Regions from separate parts of the Ovis aries genome. Here region 2 is linked to region 1. Evidence: chromatin contacts called from public Hi-C data. All regions are on one chromosome and are shown on one strand. Each heading gives the region's core, a stretch centred on a gene start, on an enhancer-like site or on the middle of the called end of the contact. The rest is flanking DNA. Distances are from core to core; before and after follow the strand shown.

Region 1 (6,122 bases), core at 2,636-5,135:
GAAGATCCCGGCTCCCGGGTGTCGCCAACGGGTCAGGCCCTGAGTGCATCCTTGGCGCCCCCGCTCTGCGGTGGAAGAGCGAGGCCTCCCGGGCCACCCAGGATCGCGGTTTCCCGAGCAAGGTCGGGCATATGGGCCCTTGAACGGCTTTTCCGAGGGTGGGTTGTCCTCTAGCCACTTTAGGGAAGAAGCAATGAGGCCAAGGAAATAACGGGCTAAGAGGCACACACCATCCCAGCGATGCCCTTAAACTCGGGGGCTCCATTCCCTTCGCGGTTGTTTGCGGGGCACACCCTTCCTCCGGCCACATTCCCAGCAGCGCACACGGCTGCCGTGTGCACCGGCCTGTGCGGGGTGGAGAGGCGGCCATCCTTGAGTCTCTTGCCTGTCACATCTGCACTTATTTAAAGCTCGGCTGGTGGTCCTAGCTCTTTGGAATGCCAATTGCGGGCCTGGCCGCCTACGACATTTGCATTGATTAGCAGGCCTGTCTTGCGGGAGGCCGAAGGCAGGCGGGGGGAGGGGCATTTGGGGAGACATGATGTTCACAATAGTCTTCTTGATCTCGTTCCGAGAGACAACTTAAAGCCCAGCGATTCCCACCAACCTGATAGCTGAGTGTGTCAGGGAACAGAGAACTGAACTTCCAGACTGTTGGACTTGTATGGAAACTGGCCATTGCCATTTAGGATATAGGTTATGGCCCGCGGGCACACACAATGGTAAATCTCTGAAGGCTCCAACCACTGAATCAGGCAGAGAGGGTGGGCAAGTGCTGTGACCCCACTTCACTCCAGACCCTGCAAGTGTGGCAGTGTCTGAAATTTGTAGTTTACTCAATGCACAACTCTCAAGAAATGTTTGTTGGTGCAAGTCCATAGAGATTGACCTGCCTCACTTAAAATACTGTACACAAGCTTTTAAAAGGCACAGGCAACCTTGCCCGGGAGTCCACACCCTAAGGGTAAGAGGCCTGGGGCAAATTCGTTGGTGAAAAACAAGACCTGTTGCAACTTACTGTGACTCACAGGCACAGGGTCAGAGAGAAGCAGTTTTTATTCTATAAACCTGGGAGAGTTCAGTCTGATTTTGCATTTGCCTCTGGACTTGGTATAATTACGGGTGAAAATAAGGCCCCTCTGTATTTCTATTCCCCTTGCTTTCTGTGAAGCTCTACCCCAGAGGAAAGTTGTTTTAGTAATCTGGAAATGAGAAACCATGTGCTGAGTCAGCAAAGACCCTGCACCAAGCCAGTTCAGTAACACTGCTATGTTACACACTCTCTAGGCCTTATGGAGATAATGAAAAATATATTGGAATTTTCATGGCATAGAAATGCCCACAAAGTCTGTTGGCAGTTGAGAGCTAGATTAAATGCTGTGTCTTCTAATATAAGAAATCTGTTCTGATCATGTTTTTTTTAACAAGCATGAGACCCAACTCCATTGAATATAAGAGGACAAGACAAATGCAATTCTCCAAACAACCCAGTATATATATATATATATATATATATTTTTTTTTTTTTTTCAAACAGTTTTGTTGTAGAATGTTTAAACATTCCTTTCTGCTTATGTTCTTGTGACAGATGTTCAAGGTGGCTCCAGTGGATACAATCTGATTTTTCATTTTGAATCATGAAAAGCATTTCTCAAAAAAGCATCTTTAAATGATTCAAGTTTCCTTGCAAATCCTGTTGGAACCTTGGAAAAGGCAGGAACCTATCGGTCCTACTTTCACCTTTGAGTGCAAGGAATAAATGTTTTCACAGAGAGTTGCTCGGAAGGAAACTCACTTCTTAAGCTGCTAAGCAACTAGTTTGGAGAATGATTTCTTATCTTTTAACTGCAGAAGTCTTATCCAAATTTGCAAAACCGGAGCATTTCAACTTTGGAACAACATTGCAGATCATTGTATTTTTAGTGACAGTATTTCTGGGAATATTTCTTCATAAGTCTTTTAATCGTATAGTTGCAAAATATGTGGCTTTTTTCTTAAACTAGCATATTGCATAAAACAGCCAAAAGTTGGCTTTTTTCATTCATCTTTTCTATCTCAAAACCTAAATGAAATTAGTACAACTTTTATGCTTGTACTATTTAAAATCTTAAAGACATAGCTGAGTTTTTAAGGTTGTTTTGGCATAATGCAAAAACATCTGGATGTGAAATGAAAAATTTAGTCTGTCACCCAGGTTCCAGATGTTTGGTACTATGTAGACAAAACATCAGGATGAGTGACTGAAATTTTTCTCTCCAAGCCAGATGGTTTAGTGCCTGGTGCTTCTATAAGGAAGCATATTTTCCTTTCTCTAAACATCACATCCTACTGTATCTCACGTTAAGGCATGATTTACGCTCTTTCATCGACAAAATGCTGGGCCGTTTGGAGTGCAGCAAAGCGATCTGTAAATGAAACTCTAAAATGGCAACCCACTCCAGTACTCTTGCCTAGAAAATTCCATGGATGGAGAAGCCTGGTGGGCTACAGTCCCTGGGGTCACAAAGAGTCAGACACGACTGAGCGACTTCGCTACAGGAGTCCAAGTACAAGTGTTCCTGTGTACTTAGAAGGGAGTGGTGGTGGAGAAGCCAGAAACAGGGAGGTAGGAAAGAGAGAGCCTTGTTCAATAGGGAATGACTTGACTAAAAGGACATAGCCTTCTGAGACTCCATTTGTGGCATTCTATCATCTTACTGGGGCTAAAGGTAGCATTTAGCACTAGCCTAGACAGGCCTGCCTTTTGCCTGAGGTGCACTTGAAGTGTGAAATACCCTTGTGCCCTCTGAAGCCCTCTTTCCCCTTTATTCATTCTTGAAACATTATAAAACAAGTAAATGTAACATAACCTTAAAACATGGTTACTTGTGAGCATTACACAGGTAGGCAAATTCTGTGTTTGAAAAGTAAGAAAGCAATATGGTGAATATTTTAATTGGTCAAAAAATATATTGCCAATGAATAGATTTCTCTTCATGTGAAGTGTCTTCACGTATCTACTTGGAGATGAAGAGAAAGTAACATTTCTTCCTTCCTGAAAGTTACAGAGATTTAAAGTCATGAGCAGAGTCTGAGCTTTTCCAAGTGTCTTTGGCTTAGCCATGTTGAGAAAGAAGGACAGATATGAGAGGCCTTCCACTAGAATCAGGAGATGAAATCAACCCAGAATGAATTCCATTCTACTTATTAACCTCACACGCTTACTGGGTTATAGAAGAGTTTAGACAATGAATGGCACTGAATGTTAAAACATCATAAAATTTGACCACATAACAATTGCTGCAAGAAAAACATACCATTTTGAATAGACCTTATAACTCAGAATCTGACACTCAGATAATAAGACCCACAATTTCAATACTGGCCCCAAATCAATCTTTAAAAATAGTTTACAGGGATCTAGTAGAGTTTCAGGGGTACAAATATTGAGTCATCAAGAGCCTCAAAAGTCAAAAAGGAATCTTTAACACTATATAAAACAGAATCACAGTTATTTTTCTTGATCGCTATAATTGGGATATTTTCGTGACCTTTTTTGTGATGCATTTATTAGAATAATAAAATGAAAGAGCTGGAAGGAACTTAGAGCTCATCCAGGCCTCTTTTCTCCTTTTACGGATGAGTAAATTGGGGAGCAAAAACATTAAAGGACCTACCCAAGGTCACACATTGATTAGTGGTAAAGTCAGAACTGGAATTGCTGAGTTCCTGTGGTGACTCACAGAGTCCGAAGCTCATTCCACAGCAGCTTGCCTTCAGAACCCACCACTCAGAGTCACGGATTTCTGAGTAGTGTTCAAGAAACCGACACCCATCACTACAAGCTGGAGACAGCTCAAAACCATTCAGTCATGTTACACATCTAAGAACTATAAAAACAAAGCCAGCATGAAGGCAGAGTTCCCCATTTGTCTCCATGGTAAGAGGGCTATTGCAAAACAGAGCTAATAAAACTTGGGCACGTCAACAATTTGGCTAGTGGGCCTGATAACAACAAATGACAGCTAAGCTTTTTATAGAGAACTTGAAGCACCTTGGAAGAATGCCATGCACACAAACTGCTACAGTCTCTTGTATTTTGAAAATAACATATTCAAACATTTAAAATAAGTGACTTTGATGGGGAGGAGGAGGTGACTGTAGCCATGTCAACCCCATTCTTTACAAAAGAAGACAAAGTGTCCCACAAAGTGTCCAGTGGCTTGTATGATGAAATGGAAGATTAGGATGCATTGGGTAGGTGGAAGGGAAGGACAGGGGTGGGAGAATCAAAGAGAAATAGGCTAACATGATGTATACGTCCCCAGTCTTGAAGACCTAGGACCTCTCTAGCTCTTCATGGATGGCATGAGCCAAGGAATTGGTCTCATACCTGATATTATCAGGACTCATACCTGATGTTATCTTCTGTTTTATGTTTTATTCAACATCAAAATGAGAACTCAGAAGCATTACTTCTAATGAAAGCCAGACAACTCTTCATCATGAGCATTTTGGTCCAAGAAATGCAAGTAAGGACAGAGATTAGGAGAAATAGAAATGGGTGAAGTGAGTGAAATCAAGATTCAGTATTTGGAGCTGTGAGAGAAGAGTTATGTCTTCATTGGCCTGGAGAGAAAGGAGATCCTGTTAAGGTCTTCTCTTCAAGCTAATTCAAGGTCAGTGCCTTCTGAGATGCAGGATCTGGCCAGAATTTGAACTAGGGGATGAGGGAGGTAGTGATGCTGGGAAATGAGGTCTGACAACCTATATTCTTTCTTTGAAATGCTTAGGGGAGCAACTATACCAGCCAAAGTTAAATCAAATAAAACGAGCATGCCCGCTTACCTCTTTAATTTACTCTCCCAAACAGATCATCATTTGGGCTATTCCCCTGAAGTCAAGCATGAAATCTATTTAGCTGGAGAGCTACCCATTTCCTCTGACCTGCAGAAGAGATGCCCTGTTCTTTCAGAATCGCTGGAATGCCAGAATCTGAAGAAAACTGGAGCCACATGCCTGGGCCCCTTGAGATCCTCCCATCCCTACTCCATGCCAAAGGAACATGCTGACAGAAATGCAGCGGACTTGCAGTGCTTGACCCAGAAGCACAGCTGCCGATTCATCGGCAGAGGTCATTGTGTGACTTTAAGTTGCTATGGATTTAAGAGCGTCTCTTATCAACTGGGGTATTTAAATCTCTTTTGTCCCTGGGACCTTTTGGGCAGTTTTGTAAAAACCTATAGGCTCCTCAGAAAAGATGTTCTTAAATGCCCAAATGATATTGAAATCAAGTTATCAGAATATTTTAAAGAAACAAATTTATGAAGTAGTTATTATATTTTGCTTTCTTATTTAACCCAATAAATGAAAAATCTCATGATGGGTCTAATAAATTATATAATATTGAAATAGGGAATAAGTGTGAATAATAGTTCAAACTTATCAACAATTATAATGTGATATGAAGGATCTGTGATTTTTATTGCTGACCAAGTCACAGGGACAGCCAATGCTGTAGTTTATTGCCTATGTACATAATGAAAAATGCTAGTTTGTAGAAATGAAGATGTAATTTTTTTCACATCCAAGTTTATTAACTTCTGCTTTTATTTGATTGCATTTCCTATCACTCCCCTTCCAAGTGAAGGGCCCTGTGAAGGAGGAAGAGGAATGGTTCTGATAGTACAGTACTTTGGACATATACAGTAGTTATAGCCATTTGAATCTATTTTGATTGGATTATGCTGGGCCCAGCTTTGGAGTTTAAACACTGAGCCTGTGATATTAGACTTGGTCCTGAGGTGAAAAGTAACTTTATATTCTAATCCAGTAGGATGGAGATCTTTTTTTTTTTTTTAATTTTTATTTTTACTTTATTTTACTTTACAATACTGTATTGGTTTTTGCCATACATTGACATGAATCCACCACAGGGGAGATGTGTTCCCTTCCCAAACAGTCACAGAGGGGAGTGTCAGAGATCACCTGTCAAAGTGGGGTGGGGAGGGAAGGCATAACAAGAGCCAGGAAGGATTTGATAAGGAAGGCGAGTCACCTCTGCTTGGGGAATGAGCCTAGGGTGAGGCTCAGGCTAGAATGTGAAAGGCAGAGGGACTCAGGGAAGGATTGTTGGATGCTGA
Region 2 (6,122 bases), core at 2,037-4,536, 140 kb before region 1:
CATGGGGTTGAGGATGGAGTCCTGCAGGCCGTGGTGGTGCTGCAGAGGGTCCGCGCCGCCTCCGCCCGGCACGGGCACGGGCACGGCGCTGGGGCCCGGAGGGTGGCCCAGGCTATGCAGGGACGGCAGCCCCGGGGGCGGCGGCGGGCTGAGCAGCAGCGCGGGGCTGGACGACGAGTGGTCTGGCGTCCCCGACGGCGTCTTCTCGTCCTCCGAGCTGCCTAGCACCGACTTGCCGTTGCCGTTCAGCGACGCCGCCAGCGGGTTGTGGCTGTTAGAGTTGGAGTTCTCGCTGTTCTCCCTGCAAGAGCAGGAGCAAAGCAGCGAGGTCAGCGGGGAAACCGAGGCCGCTCGGCGCAGTGTCGCCGGGAGCCAGAGCCGCCGCGCGCAGCCTGCGGGTGTTTTCGGCTTCTACCATTTTCTCCTCCAGGTCTGGGCTGCGGTTCTCTTAGTCTCTCCAGACCCGATTTCTTTCTCTATACTTTCTCCCTGTATCATTTCTGTCTCCCCACCTCTCCAGCTCTTAATCTCAGGAATACCTTTCTGCTCTCCGTGTGTCTGCCCTCCCTGCTTGCCCCCACTGAGTGGTTAACCTTTCTTTTCCAGAGCAGAGGGACAGGGAAGGAGAGAAGGTGCCTGGATTTTCAGATCACTCCTGGCTGAACGCAAAGCCAGGATCTGTCCTGGAGAACTGGTACCAGGAGAGTCAGGAACCCTAGATTTTAAGCTGAGGGTCCACTTGAGGCCTCGAGCTTGAGAAATCTCACAGGTCCTCATCTCCCTTTGCTTTCCTCTGCTTGAGGGAAGTCTGTCGGAGGGACAGGTTTCCAGAGCGAAGGGTCTATTCCCTCTAGTTCCAAATTGTCGGGGCTGCGTTAGAGTTTTCCCTGTGGGGCCTACGGAAGGAGGCCCGAAGGGTGCAAAGGTGCCCTTTCCCAGGTGGCACAGTGGAAGCTTCAGCTGGGGCCTGAGGCTGGGGGTGTGGAGGGTGGCTTCTGAGAGAAGGGAGAGGGAAGATGGTTGTTAATCCTGGCCTAGATTCTCCCACCATACCAGAACCTGAGACTCTTCCGCCTTCACCTGGGGGCTGGTCTGTGCACTTAGTTCTTCAGGATTCTGGATACACGCCAGTCTGAATGGGGGGGGACCTCCACAGGGAGAACCCCTCTCCGGCAGGGTCTTTCACCAACAGCCCCTCACCCAGATTTGGAAATCTGAATTCTTAGGTAGATTCTCTCTGTACTGGCTTTCCAGGGCCTTTTCTTTCTGTTTTCCTGGAAGAGGACTTTCCACAGGGCTGGCAGCTGAATCTTTACAACTGTGGATACCCCAACTTCATGGTCTTAGATACCAGGGTCAGCTGGAAGCCTCCTCCCCGCCTCAGATTATACTGTTCAGCACCCCCAGTCTGACCCCCGCCCTTCGCTCTGGGCTGCACACACCCAGTACTACAGACCCCAGGTGTCGTGTTTTGCTGTTACACTCAGGTTGGAGTCTGTTCCCACAGTTTCTCTCCCATCTTCTCCTCCAGAACTGGGGTTCTGAGAGGCCAAAGCCACAGGGGCCTCACTGTCAACTGCAAGGCTAGTTTAGGAAGTCTGGGTTTCCCTGAGGACGAGTGACTCCCAGCCCTTCTGTTGCTCTCAGCTCACCCTAGACCTACCGACTTACCCGCCAGAGAGGGTAGAGCCTAAGGAGAGAGGAGCTGAAGGCTTGGCAATCCAGGGAAAGGCTGCTCGGTCCAACAAGGCAGAAAAGGGGACATGTGTTTTTCTTCTCTCCAGGAGCTGACACTTCCTCCCCAAGCCTTTTGCCTCTTGGTCCTTTCAATGCGGGACAAAAGGCTTTCCCTATCAACCCCGTTATCCAGACAAGGAACATTCTTCTAGGCCCCTCTACATCCAGGCTGTATCAGGAAAGTTCCAATCCCAGTCCTGACCTCTAATCACACGGCCTGGTGCTGCTCAGTGAGGCAGACGGAAAGTTCCAGGAAGAGCTGGTGAATTCTCGCATGCAGTCTTAAAACCCGCAACCCCGATAGTCCTCGCCAAACCTCTCAGCTCTCCGACCTTCGAACTATCAGGCTCTGCCTGCGGTATTCGCCCCCCTTGCCTGGAATCCAGGCCTACTGTCTTGCCTTGACCCCGAGGCTCGCTGCTTCTCCACGTTTGCGCACAAGCGACCAAGGAGTTAGTTGACGATTGCCCGATTGCTTTGCCCGCTTTAGACAAATTTCTGATCTGTTCTCCCGAAAGAGCTGCCTGTGTTAGATCAGGCCGCAACAGGGCCCTGGCTGGGACCAGGGGCCCAGTTCAGACCTCTCCAGGGGCTGAGTCGAGGTCCCGGGACCCCCTCTCCCTCGAGCCCTGGGGAAGCTGGTGTGGAAGCTCTACTTACTCGTACCTTTCCTTGGCCTCGGCTGCCCGGTCGCGCTGCCTCCGGTTCTTGAACCAGTTGCTGACCTGCGTGGTGGTGAGCCCCGTGGCCTCTGCCAGCTCGCGCTTCTCGCGGGGTGAGGGGTAAGGGTTGTGAGCGTACCACTCGCGCAGCACGCTGCGACTCTTCTCCTTGAAGCAGTAGCTGGTCTCCTCGCCGTCCCAGATGGAGCGCGGCAGTGGAAACTTGCGGCGCACGCGGTACTTGCCCACCGCGCCCAGGGGCCGGCCGCGGAGCTTCTCCGCCTCGATGTAGTGTGCCTTGAGCCACAGTTGCTGCAGCTTGGCGTGGTTGTGCGGCGAGAACTGGTGGCTCTCCAGGATCTTGTAGAGCTCGCGGAAGTTGCCGCGGTGGAAGGCCACCACCGCCTTGGCCTTGAGCACGCTTTCATTCTTGTGGAGGTGCTCGCAAGCGGGCAGCGACCACAGGAAGCGGCCCAGCCGCTCGATGTTGCCGCCCTGCTGCAGCACCTCGCACACGCACGCCACTTGCTCCTGCGTGAAGCCGAAGGTGGGTAGCATGGACATGGTGCCGGCTGCTCCCGCGCCCGCCCGCGCGCCCTCAGCGCGCCGCGCGGTCCGGCATGGGCGCCTCCCCGCCGGACCTTCCTGAGCCAAGAGGCGGACTGGGGGCCCCTGGCCTGGCGCTGGCTCCCGGCGAACTCGGAGTCACTGTAGTACGTCCCCGCGCGGGCCGTGGATCCCGCGCCGCCCCACGCCCCCGCCGGCCGCGTGTCTAGCCAGCGCCCTCGTCCAAGCCCGGGGGCCGCCCGCGGCGCCGCTCCGCATGCTCCGCGCCCTCCCGCCCTCCCGCCCGCCTCTCTCTCGTTCGCTTCTCGCTCTCTCCCTCCCGTCTAGCTTGCTCGCTGCTTTTTTAATAATATTATTCTAAGCGGGCATGAGGCGCTGCGGCCCGAGCCCTGATTGGTCTGGTTATCTGACCCGGGGCCTGCCCGCGCCAGACAATAGTCGGAGTCAAATTATTCGCCATGGAGACGCTGTCAGTCACTGGTAACCCGAGCCCCGGCGGGCCAGGCGGCTCCCCCCGGCCGGCTCCGCTGACAGATCGCCGGGCTCCGCGCAGAGCGGAGGGCGGCCCGAGACAGGAGCCGGAGGCTCTCCAAAAGCCGGGGAGGAGGTGAGGGCCGGGCTGGGGCTGGCGGCGGCGGTGATTGACGGGGCGGACGCCCAAAGAGCAAGGAAGGTGCTGGATCGGGGTGGGGGGGGGGGGGGGGCGGAGAGGAGACGCGCGGAGAAGAAAAGGGGAGGATCATGGTGGGGAGGGAAGAGGGGAGAAGAGAAGGCGGAGGACTGTTTAAGGGGGTGCCGGGAAGAAGGAGAGGGAGAGGGGCGGAGGGAGCCAGGATGGGGAAGAAACTTAGGGCAGCTTTTTGCAAGGCCTCTCCGGATGCCTCCTGGGTCATCACGCCGTTTCTGGAGCAGCTGTTTGCCGGGTGGATTGTGCCCAGGAGCCGACCAGTGGGGTGGAAGAGTTTGGATGCTCTCGGGCACCCCTCAAATATTTGACTTTTCCTGCTGACAGTGCTCCACCCCCATCCTAGGAGCTCGGGACCCGACCGGTCTGCTAGGGAAAGGGGGAGGGAGTAAGAGAGAGAAGGGAAAATTTGGCAGTGGCCACAGGCAGACGCCTGACAATCTACTTCTTGGAGGATCCCGCCTTTCCTTCGTCTCGTAACCGGGCCGGCTGCCCCGCGGCCGGTACCGCCCGGCTGAGCGCTCTCTGCTTCTCCCTGGGCGGGGACACAGATTTAACCCCACGGGTCCCACCTCCCGAAATGCGCCCGGCACTTCCGTGCGGCCTCTACGGAAGTTAACTCCGGTGGGCAGAGCCGGTGGTCTGCCCACGGGAAGGCGAGGGCAGGGAATCTTGAATTCGTGGCGCTTCCCCTGTGGGTGGTCGGGGAGGACCGAGTGGAGGCAAGATCCAACCCCCCTTCTGGCCTCTCTACTCCGACTCGGCTCTGGCCAACTCCAACATGAGAACCCGGTCGCTGAGCTTAAATGAGCGGAATGAGGGGCTTAAAAAGGGAATCTTGCCTTTTTTACTTCTTTGTCAGGGCGCATATGTAAACACGTGCTGCTGGTTCTCTTCGAGAAGGGCAGAGCTGGGAGAGCTCTGGGAGAGCTGGATGGAAGAGGTGGGTGTTGTGGCTGTTTCTACGGTTTTGAAAAGCCCCGGGGTTAGATCCTTCACTGAGTAGTCCTTTCCACCTCCGCTTCGCCTGGAGGCTGGAGTCTCGCTGGCTCCCAGTGCCAGGACCCAAGCCAAAACAGCCTGGGCTTGGCATTCAGTTTAGAACTGTGCAGTCTGTCTAGGTCACGCTTCTCGGTTGGTTCCTACCCCTTTAAATTTACTCGGAAGTTGGTGCTAGGAACACTGGAATGGGGGGGGGGAGGGGGAGTCCAGAACCCCTGGTTCAGGTTTTGACTTTCCGTGGTGGTTTTGAGCAAGGCACCTATTTATTCGTCTAACCCTTAGCAACATTTCCCAAAGTTCCCTGCTCTAAGCGTTCTAGCAGTCCTCTGGGGGACTTGCAGGCATGAATGAGTGGAACCCAAGTCTCCCTAAGACTTTTGCCTCTGGGGGCTTGTCCAGGTGTATTGAGACCATAGCTCCCTGCAAAAGTTCAGGTGGCATGTTCAGAGCCTGCATCTGTCTGCTGGGAGGAGCCCTGCTGTGTCCAGGCCACTTTATCCAGAGTCTTGTGCGCTGCCACACTGAGTTCACCTCAGAGTCGGGCTTAGAGGACTCTGGAAAACATGGGGAAATACATATCCCCGGCTGCAGTGAGGTTCAGAGCCCACCTTACTGGTCCCGAGAAAGGGCAACCTATGCCTTGCAAGCCCCCTTTCTCAGCCACAGGGTTAACAACTGGTAGGCAGGTCCCAGCTATGGCCACCGCATGATCAGGCTATAGCTGTGGTGAGCACCCTGGTCTCTTGCAGGCGAGTGGGACTGGGCAGTAACTTCCTGGCATGAGACTCTGGGCCATTTTACAGCCTCATTTTCTCCACTATTAGATAAGGCCTGTGTGATTTTTAAGGTCCCTGTTACTGGAGTGAGTCTAAGAATACTAACCTTGAAAAGGTGGGTAAACTGCCCCCTCAGCCACAGCTTCTACTGGGAATATGCCCCTCTGTGGCCCCTTGGAGCTGCAAGATTGAACTTCTTTTGGAACTGGGTCCTGCCCATGTTCAGCTAAGGCAGATTTTCTGGAGCTTCAGACTTACTGTCCTTTCTAGTGTTGCTCTCTTTGTGGCCTCTGGGTGTTGAGCCCAAGTCAGACCTGCCAGGAGTACACCTGTGGCACCTGCCATCTTGGACAATACTGTGTGTGTCATATGGTAAGAGTAAGCACAGAAATCCTGTATCACCATTACCCAATGCATGCATATATGTCCGCATGCCACTCTCCCTTTCTCCGTATTTGTAGGAAACTGGTTCTAGCAGGTCTGGGCTAAAACCTTTTGCTAACAGCAGCACCTGAGTGCCTGCCCTAAAAAAGGCTACTGAGGTCAGCTAGGGCCTCTTTACACTCTGCATCCCTCCCTGTCAGCCTTTGCCCCACAGGATAGAGCAACTGGCAGGTGTCTGGGTCTTCCAGGACTTGATAGATGCCAGCCTGACCCTAAGGCAATCTCAGCCCCAGGTTCCAGTGCTCAGAG

What was found. A called contact is a pair of places that touch in the nucleus more often than the background predicts.
Region 2: a Hi-C map of tail adipose tissue shows a contact between it and region 1, with 3 times the contacts expected there. The contact joins the promoter of SIX2 here to the enhancer-like site in region 1. A contact is called at or near these places in 2 of 16 Hi-C or Micro-C datasets (liver and tail adipose tissue).

The regions. Positions count from the first base shown.
Region 1 is chr3:79,178,129-79,184,250 of ARS-UI_Ramb_v3.0, reverse strand. The region is part of intron 3 of LOC132659590 (a long non-coding RNA gene); the gene reads right to left. LOC121819057 (a long non-coding RNA gene) reads left to right here. Exons shown (of 2, transcript XR_006059208.2): 1 at 1-4,658; 2 at 4,853-5,359. Among named protein-coding and RNA genes, the nearest start is that of SIX2, 140 kb to the left of the region's middle. Within about 2 kb of position 3,885, at least 2 of the 54 cell types and tissues checked have an H3K27ac peak or open chromatin away from gene starts, as enhancers often do. A contact at or near this core is called in tail adipose tissue, where this site is marked.
Region 2 is chr3:79,319,816-79,325,937 of ARS-UI_Ramb_v3.0, reverse strand. SIX2 (SIX homeobox 2) reads right to left here and starts at 3,286. Exons shown (of 2, transcript XM_012172368.5): 1 at 2,398-3,286; 2 at 1-301. The coding sequence starts at 2,963. LOC132659591 (a long non-coding RNA gene) reads left to right here and starts at 3,499. Exons shown (of 3, transcript XR_009600166.1): 1 at 3,499-3,573.